4 separate regions of the Gossypium hirsutum genome follow, and all the other regions are linked to region 3. The links are chromatin contacts, called in public Hi-C maps. All regions are on one chromosome and are shown on one strand. Each heading gives the region's core, a stretch centred on a gene start, on an enhancer-like site or on the middle of the called end of the contact. The rest is flanking DNA. Distances are from core to core; before and after follow the strand shown. Region 1 has its middle 9.3 kb from the start of LOC121216344. Region 2 holds the start of LOC107955149 (7-deoxyloganetic acid glucosyltransferase). Region 3 holds the start of LOC107955153 (probable sugar phosphate/phosphate translocator At3g11320). Region 4 holds the start of LOC107955163 (glycosylinositol phosphorylceramide mannosyl transferase 1).

What was found. Hi-C and Micro-C count contacts between places; a contact is called where the count stands out from the background.
Region 1: a contact with region 3 is called in a Hi-C map of petal, with 2.3 times the contacts expected there. The contact joins the enhancer-like site here to the promoter of LOC107955153 in region 3. A contact is called at or near these places in 2 of 34 Hi-C or Micro-C datasets (leaf and petal).
Region 2: a Hi-C map of leaf shows a contact between it and region 3, with 2.1 times the contacts expected there. The contact joins the promoter of LOC107955149 here to the promoter of LOC107955153 in region 3. A contact is called at or near these places in 3 of 34 Hi-C or Micro-C datasets (hypocotyl and leaf).
Region 4: a Hi-C map of leaf shows a contact between it and region 3, with 1.7 times the contacts expected there. The contact joins the promoter of LOC107955163 here to the promoter of LOC107955153 in region 3. A contact is called at or near these places in 2 of 34 Hi-C or Micro-C datasets (both in leaf).

The regions. Positions count from the first base shown.
Region 1 is chrD04:12,501,782-12,505,074 of Gossypium_hirsutum_v2.1, forward strand. No RefSeq gene overlaps it. Among protein-coding and RNA genes, the nearest start is that of LOC121216344, 9.3 kb to the left of the region's middle. Within about 2 kb of position 1,555, at least 4 of the 9 cell types and tissues checked have an H3K27ac peak or open chromatin away from gene starts, as enhancers often do.
Region 2 is chrD04:12,540,236-12,543,574 of Gossypium_hirsutum_v2.1, forward strand. It overlaps LOC107955149 (7-deoxyloganetic acid glucosyltransferase), which reads right to left and starts at 1,850. Exons shown (of 2, transcript XM_016890874.2): 1 at 1,178-1,850; 2 at 1-425. The coding sequence starts at 1,826.
Region 3 is chrD04:12,715,802-12,718,840 of Gossypium_hirsutum_v2.1, forward strand. It overlaps LOC107955153 (probable sugar phosphate/phosphate translocator At3g11320), which reads left to right and starts at 1,726. Exons shown (of 5, transcript XM_016890882.2): 1 at 1,726-2,388; 2 at 2,487-2,782. The coding sequence starts at 2,522. LOC107955154 (60S ribosomal protein L35a-1) reads left to right here. Exons shown (of 5, transcript XM_016890883.2): 2 at 27-62; 3 at 537-765; 4 at 850-892; 5 at 1,419-1,567. The coding sequence ends at 891.
Region 4 is chrD04:12,967,163-12,970,263 of Gossypium_hirsutum_v2.1, forward strand. LOC107955163 (glycosylinositol phosphorylceramide mannosyl transferase 1) reads left to right here and starts at 1,433. Exons shown (of 5, transcript XM_016890891.2): 1 at 1,433-2,028; 2 at 2,595-2,991. The coding sequence starts at 1,829.

The DNA of each region.
Region 1 (3,293 bases), core at 305-2,804, 210 kb before region 3:
ACATATCTATTTATATGTGAAACATTTAATGAATTTATAGATGATACAAATACAACATAAAAAAATAAAATGTAATATAAATAATAAAATTAATATAACACGAATAAATTAATTTCAATAAAGTACTAATACTTTATTAATTTTCTTTCCACCGTACAAAACACAATTCTTTTTTTGGTATTAAAAATAGGAATGAAATCAATTACAAACTAATAGAAGTGCTAATTGAGTTGGAACATATAGATTGAATATCTAGATGAATCTGACCAGCAACTTTAGTCGGGGCTACGTGAAAAACTTGTGGACCAATCAGAAATTCCTTCACTATACCCACGAGGATGTGAAAGGCGAAATTCGCTTCTCTTAGAATATACTTGATGACCACCTGCCAATCACGCTTGGATAATTCTTGAATTCTTGAAATCAAATCTCTATTCGTATATCTTTTGAGGACAACAAGGATATCATTAACAGCTATAGCATAATCAGTCTCGATTATCACCTCTTTCCACTTGAGGTCCTATGCAAATTGTAGCCCGTCATAAATGGCCCAAAGCTTACCTTGTTCGACGCTACACCTTCCAATGTTTTTCTCAATCCCCCATAGCCACTCACCATGCACATTCATTCCAACTACTACCGAAGAAGCGAGACCTGAAGACGGATTGCATGCTTCATCAACATTTAATTTGTAAGAACCAGTGGGTGGTGGGATCCATCTATAATCTTTGAAGCGGTTACTAGAAGAACCCCTAGCCTTTTCTGTTCTTATCTTGAGCATCTTGCCTAACACCATGAAGATTGGATGACATTGACTGAATTCAACGGAAGATTCTGAAATATCTGAAGATTTTTTTGTTTCCACATATTCCAACAAACAATATCGAAAAAAGATGGCCATGCAACATCTTGAAATCCTAAGTCAAACACATTCCTCAAATTAGCCAAAATCCAATCATGCAACGAATAAGAGAAAAATTCAGTTATAGTACTCGACGAGAGGATCTGTTTCCAAACCTCGTTCACTTGATGGCAATCTTTTAAAACGTGAATACAAGATTCTTCAACATGTGCACAAATCACATAGGAAGGATCCTTAGAAGCACTTCTTTTGTAACGTTTTACATTAGACATCAGACGTTCCTTCAAGACCACCCAAATGAATTGATGAATCTACTGAGGACCGTCGAGACTCCAGATCAACTTCCATTTGACATCTCTAAGATTAAGAGAGTTCTTTAAAAGCATGTTGTCAGCAGACTTGACAGTAAAATAACCATTTAGAGACCACGTAGATATGAGCGTATCCTATCCAACCAAGAGGTTCGGTGTCGGGATTCCTACAATATAAGAGATAATAGTGCTATCTAGAAAATATCTCAAATAACCCCAATTCCAGTCACCATCTGTAGAAACAATCTCTTTTAAAATGATCAAATTGTCAATAAGAGATGGGTATTGACAGAAATTAAAAAGATGACCAACATTCGCTAACCAATTGTCCGTCCAAAATTTCACTAGAAAACCATCACCAATAGACCAGAGAAGGTCTTGGCGAAGCAGAGGCCAAGCCCTTATTAACAATCTCCAAATGAAAGAGCAATTACTTCGAGAAATATCTTCCGGAATAGTCTCAGAAATCTTATATTTGGATCAAAGAACTCTAACCCATAAAGCATGCTTGTTCGTAAGAAGATTGGAACCCAACTTGAGAATGAAAGAATCATTCCGATCTTTTAGGCAACGAAGTCCAAGAGCTCCATTTCATAGAAGTTGACAACAATCTTCCCATTTCACCAAATACGCCTTTTTATTGGAAATTGTACTCCCCCAAATAAAAGCCCTTGCAATTTTTTCAGTTTTGGAACATATTCCAAGTGGGATCTTCACAGTTTGCATGAAGTAGTTTGGTATCAATAACAACACAAATCGAGCTAGAGTAACCTTTCCTGCCATAAAAAGCAATTTAGCACTCCAATTATTTAGTTTACGTTTAAAATCCACAACAAAGTTGAAAGTATTCTTCGTGACTCTTTTGTGGAACAGAGGTAATCCCAAGTAAGTCCCCAAATCATTCGAGAGGTGAAAGCCAAGGATATTACAAATATTCACAGCATTATCAGCATCAATATTTTTAGAAAAATAAACAGTAGTTTTTTGTTCATTAACTCTATGCCTCGAGGCCTTTCCAAACATAGTAAGAGCATCCTTGATTCTATGTGCCTGATCAACTCTGCTTCGGCAAAAAATAATTAATCGTCCACAAAAAAATAGATGAGAAATGGGCAACCCTTCCTTACCTAAGACGATTGGTTTCTAGGATCTTTCAGCAACTTCTCTATGAATTAATTGTCCAAGCCTCTCCATGCAAAGTACAAAAATGTACGAAGATAAAGGGCATCCTTGCCTAATGCCCCTCTTAGGAATAAAACCAGTAGAGAGCCTACCATTCCACATTAATTGCATTAAAACCGACAAAATACAATCCATAATGACATTAATCAAAGACAAAGGAAAGCCGACATCAACCAAGGTGTCTTCAATAAAATCCCAACAAATTTTATCATAAGCTTTCTCTAAATCCACTTTTATGGCCATCTACGATTTCTTCCCTTTCTTAGTACACATGGAATGCATAATCTCTTGGGTGATAATAATGTTGTCAAACACTCATCTTTTTATTCTTTTTAAGCTTTTCCTTCAACTATGAATTTTTAAACCTTTAACTGAGTAAATTACCTTTTAAACCTTGGACAACTGTCATATTTTGAAGGTAGCACATCTACAGTGTTATAGATGTATCCTCTTTTTATCTATTAATAGTATCATCACCACCGCCCTTCGCGTTAGATTAATTGATTTTTGACCAAATGACAGAGTAAAATTTTAAAGGTCAAAATATGCTCCAAGTCTATACTATTTGTATATTTTCAATTTAATCACAATACTTTTATTTTTAGGAAATTAATCTATTTACTTTTCAATTTTAAAAATTCCAATCTAGTTGCTAAACCGTTAAAATTCATTTCTTAGATTCATTGATGTGCGATATTAAAATTATGAAAGAATATCCAGTTGGTAGCTATGTAGCAAAAAATGACATTTAATAGACATGAATTTAAATAGAGAATTTTAATAGTATTACCAATTCTTAAAAATTCACATCAATATTTGAACTAGAATAAAGTATTTAGACTAACTAATGACAAGAAAATGGTTGAGGTACCAAAATATGTCAAAAATTAAAGTATAAATATTAAATTTTAAAATTGAGCATATCATAGGCACCAAAT
Region 2 (3,339 bases), core at 600-3,099, 180 kb before region 3:
GAAAACTTGCTCCCTTGACAACACTGCAACGCTGCCAAAACTTACATAAACAACGGATCCTTTTGGTTGCTTATCAAGCCATGACAAGCAACTTCTATCGACTTCTCGAAAACTATTCGAGGATGGACCGGAAGATGTTTGATCTGACTTGAAAAGTCTAGTCTTCAAGTGTAGATTGAGAGGTCCAATTGTGTAGATTTTGGGAAACTTAGTTCGCATATGGGATAATATTGGTCCTTCTAGGTCTTCAAAGGTGTTCAATAACAGTCCGTGGGCTTCGGAATTTTTTCTTGTTTCTTGAGCCAACTGTTGGAGAATTGAATCTTTGGTGTCGCTTGCTCGGCAAAAACTTGGAAGATCTCGACATCTAAGAAAAGCTTCCATGCCTGGAACACTTGTTATTAGTCGATCCATATCTTCATTTCCTTCCACAAACACATGTAGCTTTGTCAGAGGCCTTATTTGATATCAAAAATCACATGTGTATGTGTGGAAATACAGATTTACAACATAGATATGTACTTAAAAATAAAATATTAAAATTTAAATAGCTAAATATATTATCATATGTGTAATTTCATGACAATTTATTATTTTTACATATTACTCATTAAAAGTCTAATTAATAGATTAATGACTGTTATTTGTATTAAGATTGAAATTTTAAAATTCGAAAATGTATAAAAATTTAGAATGATCCAAATGAAGAAAATAAACTAAATCGGCAACTTTATGAATAGTACAAGACAAGTAATTGAATTTAACCAAATAGATTTAACTACTACTGTTTAAGTAAGAACTAAAATTTTATATTAAAAAAAATTAAAATTGACTAATTTAAAAAATACAAAGACTATATCTATAACTTTTAGAAAGTACAAGATTAATAGCAAAATTAAATTATATATAAAACACGGTGAGGTGGATCCACACCGACTAGAAATTTTATTAAAAAAATCGACCCCTATAAATTTGAGACAAATCAAAACAGGGATATTTTCGCATCCTACTGTTAACCCAAACTCTAATTATTAGTGTAGAATTTTCATTTATCTTCGCTTACAGAAGACACTGGATTCGAACTTCAAGTTTAAGAAATAGCGTCTTATGATTGATGGATGAGTTAAGTTATTAAACTCAAACAAATTCATGGAAAAGAATAAGAAAGGAATAATACCTTTGATAGGAAGCTCCCCGGCATGGATCATATCAGGGATTGCAAAATAAGCCCAGAGACTGCAAGCACTAATGGTACGAAACTGAATGATGGGAATTCCAAGGTCATCAGCAATATCAAGTGCGATCCCTAAGACCCCATCTCCTATAATACAATCCACTTTCGGCTTACTATTAACCAGCATATCCTTGAAAAGTGGTTTGGTTATCAATTCCAAACCATCAAAGAGCTTCCTCACAAAATCACCGCCTACTCTGGGATGATCGTTAGGGACACCATCTAATATGGTCTTGAATTGGAATCCCGCATATTTGGCGAAGCGGGAAAGAATATCGGTGTGACGAAGAAGTTGTTGATGGATGAAGTGGGAGTTTAGGAAGGTGACCTTGAGGCCTGCATGTGCTAATAGCTCAGCTAGCTTCAGCATGGAGTTGACATGGCCTTGTGCCGGGAGAGGGAAGATTAGTACATGAGATGATGATGTGTGTGGCTGTTGTTGTTGTTCTTGCGCCATTTTCTTTTGCAAGATTTGATTTTTTACAACTTGGATTTTGCTTCTACTTGCTTTATGATTGAAATACGGCAATAGAATAGGACCATTTGGTTCGCTATACCGAGTGAGAGAGCCAATAGAAGTACGGTGGCACATGGTGAATGGGAGATATGTGACCGACAGGATAGTTGATAGTTACTAGAAGGATAACGTAGTGAAAAAAAAAAGATATTTCTTTTAAATTTTTTAAAATATAAAAATTGTAAAACTTAATAAAAAATCATAGAAATATAAAAATCATAACAAAATATAGAAAATAAGATAAAAATTACAAAAAAAGATAATAAAAATTATTTATGACTTAAAAAGGGTAAAAAAAATAGCCCACTTGGATGAAATTGAACAATTTCTCTCTGCTCATTATCTACTATTTGAGCTTCAATTAATTTTATTTTATTTTGATAATATACAATTAAATTATTACTATTTACCTACCCATAGTAACAACATACCCACATCACACATTTATCTTCTTCATTAACCACTTCAACATTAAAAAAAATTAGACAAATTACAAAACATGCTATAATTTTAGAAAATATTTTTCCCTAAAAACATGGTACAATAAGAGCTTTTCGAAAACTGTTAGAGAATGCTTAGACAAATTTGAAGGAGAGAAAGCTTTCCACGTGATTATATTTACGAGCTTTGTTTCATAGTGTTAGCACTACAATTTGGGGTCAACGTTCGATCGAATCGAGTAAAAACATTTTGAGTTAATTGAGTTTACGAGTCTTACTTTATCATCCTCACTCAATTTGAAATTTTTTCAAATCTAGTCAAGTGAAATAAAATTTGAATCGAAATTTTCGAGTTAAATTAAAGAAAATAAAATATGTTAAATAAAAATATTGTTATATTATAATTAATTTTATGTTAGAGCACATAAATTTGAAACCATATATATTTAAAAAAATTCAAAATAAAATAATAAAAAAATAAGATACTTGAGTATGATAATTTTAAATCATTAATTAGGTCCATAAAATTATTATTTTAGAAAAATTTTATATATTTTTTAGAATTTTTTAAAATCATTATATTTTTTTAAAATATAAATTTTCAAATTTTTATAAATATTTTGAAATTTAAAAATTATTTTGAATTATTTTGTAATTTTTGTTGAGAGAGAGACCAATTTGCTTATTTTTAAAATTGACAAGGACCAAAAGGGGTATTTACACCAATCTGTTATTCAAATGATTCGAGTTATTCGAATTGTGAAATTCAAGTCGACTCGAACTCGACTCGAGTTATTCGATTTGACTCGAATAATTCGAATAACTCGATTCGATTAACTCAAAATTTGAAAAAATCGATTTTTTTTAATCAAATCGAGTTTTGCTTATCCCTAACTATGACAGGGCACCATGCAAGTAGATTTGGGAGAAATTTGAGAGTTTTTAATCATTTTGTTTGATTCGATTAAGTTTTGTTGAATTCAATTTATTTTTTGTTCGTAAAATTAAAAAAATATATTTTTTTCATAATTTTCTATATTTTTTGTAATTTTTTTTATCATTTTTATAATTATTTATAATTATTATTATGATTCTCCAGAAATTTTTATAATTTTCTATAGTATCTTTTTAATTTTCTATAATTATTT
Region 3 (3,039 bases), core at 476-2,975:
ACTTTTTTTTTCTTTTTTTTTTGCAGACTCTATGTAAGAGGAACCATCTTGGGTTACAAGAGGTAGTAAGACTTTCCAAAAATTTTTTACTGTTTTATTGTTGTTGGTTTTAAGCTGGGATTTTAGTTTTAGGAATTAGAGGAAACCCGTTTTCCGGAAATTGAATATTTAGTTAAATGTAGGATTAAATTTAGCTGATTTAATTTTTTTAATGGAAAAAGAAAGTTGAAGTTTTAACTGTATTGTTTGTTTGTTATGAAATTGAGTGAAGGAAACAAAAATTTAGTTACTTTTTGTTTTTTTGCTGAAGTAGGTTTTTTATTGACTATAGGTGCTGGGTAGTGCTTCATTTTCAAACTAAAATCAGTGTTTGGGTGATAAAGGGTGATTGAATTTCTAGGTTTTAGAATGAGGGTTTGGAGTTGTGTTTTTTTAGATGTTCTGAGTTGAAGAACTAGAAATTGATTTTGGGGGCTGTTATATTTTATGTTTGGGATTGAAGCTTATTATTTGTTTGATGGTGGTGGTGTGGTTAGGTCAAAGTCGAACCAGTACCCAAATACTTCTTTGATCCAGATTGAGGGAGTTAACACCAAGGAGGAAGTAGCTTGGTATGCAGGAAAGCGCATGGCTTATATATACAAAGCTAAGGTGAAGAAGAATGGCTCACACTATCGCTGCATTTGGGGAAAGGTCACTAGACCTCATGGTAACAGTGGTGTTGTCCGTGCTAAGTTCAAGTCTAACCTTCCCCCAAAATCTATGGTGAGCGTGTTACATTGTCATTATCTAATGGGTTTCTCAACATTGTGTTTTAGATCTTACTTTATCTTTTTGTTTCCATTGCAGGGAGATCGAGTCAGAGTCTTCATGTACCCTAGCAATATCTAAGGTAATCTTGGCTTCATAGTTTATGTTCTATCTTATTTGTTTTGTGGTTTTACGAGTTTGCCACTGTCTTTGGTTGAACCGGGATTTGTTTGTTTGTATATGAGGAATCTTCTTCAGTTTAATGATTGCAACTTTCTGTTTGAAGCTTAGCTGCTTGACGGACAAGCTAATTTTTGTACATTAATTGCCTTCTGTATTCATTGTTATGTCCTTTTTGTGTGTCTATTACAATTTTTGCTGTGAATTTGTGTTGAAGTTTAGCCATGTGAACAACTGCAACTTTTATAATGACTACATCTGTAATTATTCAAACCTTTGATCATTGCTATGGTTGACACAATCTGTCATCTTTTAGCCTAATTCTTATCTAGATCCTTGCACCTGGCCTTAAAACATTTGTTCAAATTGTTTATATAGTGATATTAATCTCGTTTTAAAGTGATATAAATCGTCCTTGTGACATACTATTGTAGCTACTAATGCTTGTTTACTATCTCCTAATTTTGCATTTTCTTCCTTGTTTGCAGCTGTCTCGATGCCGAACGGCTTGTGATTGACTACTTGAGTGACTCTGCCTTTTCACTTTGTTTTGATAAACTTATTCAACATGTTTTGTGTTTATTTTTGGTTTGTTTAGGATGGTGTATGAAATAAGACAATCAGCATTTTGTTTACACATATTTTCTTCTCTCAAGGATTTTTACTTAAATTTGAAGATTTTGGATAATCATTCATTTTTTGGGAATCTATTGTCATCTTTGGTCTTCTGCTAGGTTTTTAGCTAGGGGCTAATCGAGCTTGACTCAGATGGGAATCTTTATAAAACTACTTTGATTTTCTTTATTTATTAAAATGATCATTTTTTGCTTAACTTTTCACTCTTAATTAAAAGAACGAAATAATTCATTTCTCTTTAATTTTGTATCTAAAATTGAGCTAACATATTTCTAATAAACCCAAACGAATAAACTAATGAGTCTCAATTAATTAATTAGTAAACCCACCTTGTCCTCTTCCATAAGGTCCTAGATAAATAACATTAGGAAAAATTCAAAAAGAAAAACAGAAACACACAAGCTTTTAAATCCCATTTCTTCCTCTCTCTTTATTCCTTCTCTTCAGAAAAATCTGTAGAGAGACAGCCACGTTCTTTCCATTTGGTGTTCCTCAAAACACGAAAAGCTTTCTTTAAAAAAAAAAGAAAAAAAATTCTCTTTTAAGGTCACGTTTCTAGATTTTCTTCCATTTTGGAAATGGGAATCCTTGATTTTCTAAAGAGAAACTTCAATTAAATCCATAGAAGCTAATTCAATCCCATCATTCCAAAAAAAAAAAATCCCACTGTTTCCAAGAAAAAGACCCATTGTTTCCCAGATTTCAAGTTAATACCGTTTTCTTTCTCCTTTTTTTAATCCCAGATACCCAGATCTTCAAAACACCAAAGAAGACCATGAAAACCAACTCCAAATTGTTCACAATCGGGCTAGTAACAGCCTGGTACTCCTCCAACATTGGTGTATTGTTGTTAAACAAATATTTACTAAGCAATTATGGTTTCAAATACCCCATCTTCTTAACCATGTGTCACATGACAGCTTGTTCATTGTTAAGCTACATCGCAATTGCATGGATGAAGATGGTCCCCATGCAGACCATTCGATCTAGGGTCCAATTCTTCAAGATTTCGGCGTTGAGTTTGGTATTTTGTGTGTCGGTGGTGTTTGGGAATATTTCTTTGAGGTTCCTTCCGGTTAGCTTTAATCAGGCTGTTGGTGCTACGACGCCATTTTTTACGGCGGTATTTGCTTACTTGATGACATTGAAGAGGGAGGCATGGCTTACTTATCTTACCCTTGTTCCTGTTGTTGCTGGGGTTATCATTGCCAGTGGGGTATGTATTTTGCTTGTTTTTCTTGGAATATGAAATTGTTTACCCTTTTTTTTTCTTTTACTGGAAATGGGTTTGGCTTTACTTTGTTGGTTTTTTATAATACAAGTGATGATAGAGTAGTTAATAAAAATGGTAGCTTATTTTAGGGATCTGTTGAGAATCTTTTTGGAATGTGGAAACTGGTTTCTTTTATTTTTGTTCAAATTAGTGTTGATTTGCTCCTTTTTTTTATGTTGGATAATGGTTCAAATTATTGT
Region 4 (3,101 bases), core at 183-2,682, 250 kb after region 3:
AAGAAAAATGCAAACAAAGCTAAAAACACTATTATCAAATCAACAAAACAATCTTATTAATAGCGAAGTAGTTTACAAATAATATTTGTCTAATAACCACATGCACACACAAAAGGGAGGCTTAATCATCTTCAGATGAAACAAATTCCAGAATAGATAACTATAATCTTCCCCTCAACAATGGCTCATATATCTGAATGCCATTTTTTTAAGGATTAAAAATATCAAGAGAACAATATATATTTCACACCATACTAAAGCTAACCCTATGCAAAATAAACCTTTGAACCAATTGAATGTTGCTTACAATAGTCTCCCAAATATCATGAAAATTGTTAATAAAAGCTTTTTGAGCCTTCACATATGCCTTATCAATGACCACTTGCTCACATTACAAGGCATTATAATCGGGGAAATAATGACGACACTTCATAACCCCCAATAGGCCTTGCCAACGAATCAACTCAAGCCATGCTACCTTTATAACTTATTTTTGCCTAGGTGGCAATTGTTATACCCTCGTCATCTAACGCCCTCGTCGGATCATTCAATGATCATAAAAACTCGACGAAGCATGGCCTTATGCAAGGGGAGGCTTAACCTCATGGCCTTGCCAAAACGATAATACCCTTACTTGAACATTCTATTACACGTAGGCCCACATGATCCCTAGAAGAGTTCTTGATGACATATATCAACCCATCATATGTTAGCTTGATAAGTGTTTTGTCCATTTCTTTCAGTCGACTCCAATAATATCTTAAGTTGACATCCACCATTCTATCGCAACACCCATACAGTAAGAAACTCAATGATTGAAACCCACACCTAACCACTTTCCTCTTATAAATACTTTACATGAGGGTAAGAAAGGTAAGCTTCTAAATAGTCTATAACTCCAACCTTTCTCAAATCATTAAACTTAGTGGCTCTCACCACTACTCATGGTGTGAACCATCCCTATTGTAGCAACAAACACTTTCTATAACTTTAGTTATAACAACTAACAAAACTTTTAAGAAAACATTAACAATTCCTTGTATTTGTTTATCTCCCAAATCCTGATGCAAAATATTGGCATCTTCTTTACTCTTTGGATAAGAATAAGCAAATGAACAAGAAAAAGAATAAAGTTATTTTCTTTTAAAATTATTTTTATATTTATTGATTTGTGGTCTAACGTAGAAGTGGTCATAAGCGTGTTGCTGTTTGAAGAATTTTTAAAAATATTTTACTAGAACAAATCAAATAAATTTGAATAAAAGTTATAATATTTTCGGAGCCGGTCCTAATTATAAAATATCTTGTCGGCTAAGGGTCAACCTCAGTAACTGTAATGAACCATCAGATTTTAATCAAACGGTTCTCAATACTTCCTTTCACATCAACGTATCTTTTCTTCTATCCTGATCTGTGAAATCTTAAAAGGGAACGAACGCCGAACGTACATTGCAATGCGCAATAAAAAACCAAGAGCACATCAACATCTCAGTTTCAGCCAATAATATCCATCCGCGCGTTACCCTAGCATCCATCTTATGGGACTCTACCTCCTTAACCTCATACACATAACCACACCCTATAACTCTCCCCACCCTTTTCCCTTCACCGGTTCCTCCTCACCGGCGACAAATCTACTTCCCTCTCACCGCACCGGAGCCGAATCATATAAATAGCAATTCAACAAGCGGCGGATGGAACTTTCAGTTTCGTGAATCGGGCTCCATTCAACGTCATATCCCTCGAGTTCAGACTTCAGACCGACTCAGTCTTCTTATAAGGCAAAAGGGGAAGGGAAGAGATTGAGGAATTAGAGTGATAGAAGACGATGAGGGGCGGTTTACCTATTAGCCGTCGATCGGTTTTCAAGTTGCGTCAAGTTGGGATCGGGACGCTTGGATCGGCAAAGATCAAGATCCTTCTCTGCGGTTGCGTCGTGTTAAGTCTACTAGCAATCGCGAACCGAAACCGCGACAGTTCTTCGTTTATGGGATGGACCGGTGACTTTGACCGCTCTTCTTCTCCAAGGTGCATCTCCCTAGTACTATATATTAACTTTTTTTAATCTTATATTTTCGTTTGAATTTTCTTTCAGATTTTTGTTGAGTAGTTTCCAAGTTTAGATATATATAAAAAAAAGGAACCATGACTAAAAGAGGTTCGTTTGTTTTTGGAAACTTTGCGTAAATATATCATCTAAATCAGGATTTTTATTGGAAACTCTATCAAATTGTTATCAAGTTCTTTTATTTATGGTAATTTAATTTATTTTTAAACCATAACAACAGTTAGGATCTGAAACTAAACCCGTTTTAGCTTAAAATATTAAGAAGTGATTGATAATTCTAACTTCAAATTTAAAGGTACTTTTTGGTGTTTATTCTGTTTAGATGTTTAAAGAAGGGTTTTATTTATTTATTTTCGGAAGGATCTTGAACTCGAACAAAATCACTCTGAGCTTAAATTGTTACAAAAAATTTCAACAAATGATTGATATACAGTAGAAACTTAAATCTATTGAAGGCATTTACCGAAAAATTTTCCAGATTTGATAATAAAGTGATGATGTTCATTACTGGGTTGTGTAAGTACAGGGGAAGATACTCGATTATAATCAATACTTGGAAAAGATATGATCTCTTGAAGAAGTCGATTTCCCACTACACGTCATGTCCGAGGCTCGATTCTATACATATTGTATGGAGTGAGCCGGATCCTCCATCTGATTCGCTTAAAAGATATCTCAACCATGTTGTGCGGTCAAACTCTAGAAAGGATCAGCAAGTTGAGTTGGTCTTTGATATCAATAAAGAAGATAGCTTGAACAACAGATTTAAAGAAATTAAGGATTTGAAGACGGATGCGGTTTTCTCAATTGATGATGATGTTATTTTCCCTTGCACTTCTGTAGAATTTGCTTTCACTGTTTGGCAAAGTGCCTCAGATACAATGGTGGGATATGTTCCTCGTATGCATTGGGTAGATCAAAAGGTACGCATCTGTTCTGCAAGTTTGTTGTTTTAATAATTTATCATAATTGATTTTGATGTTAGCCTTGCTGTATCAGTTTCCTTTGGTAAGTTTAGTCATAAAGTTTCAGA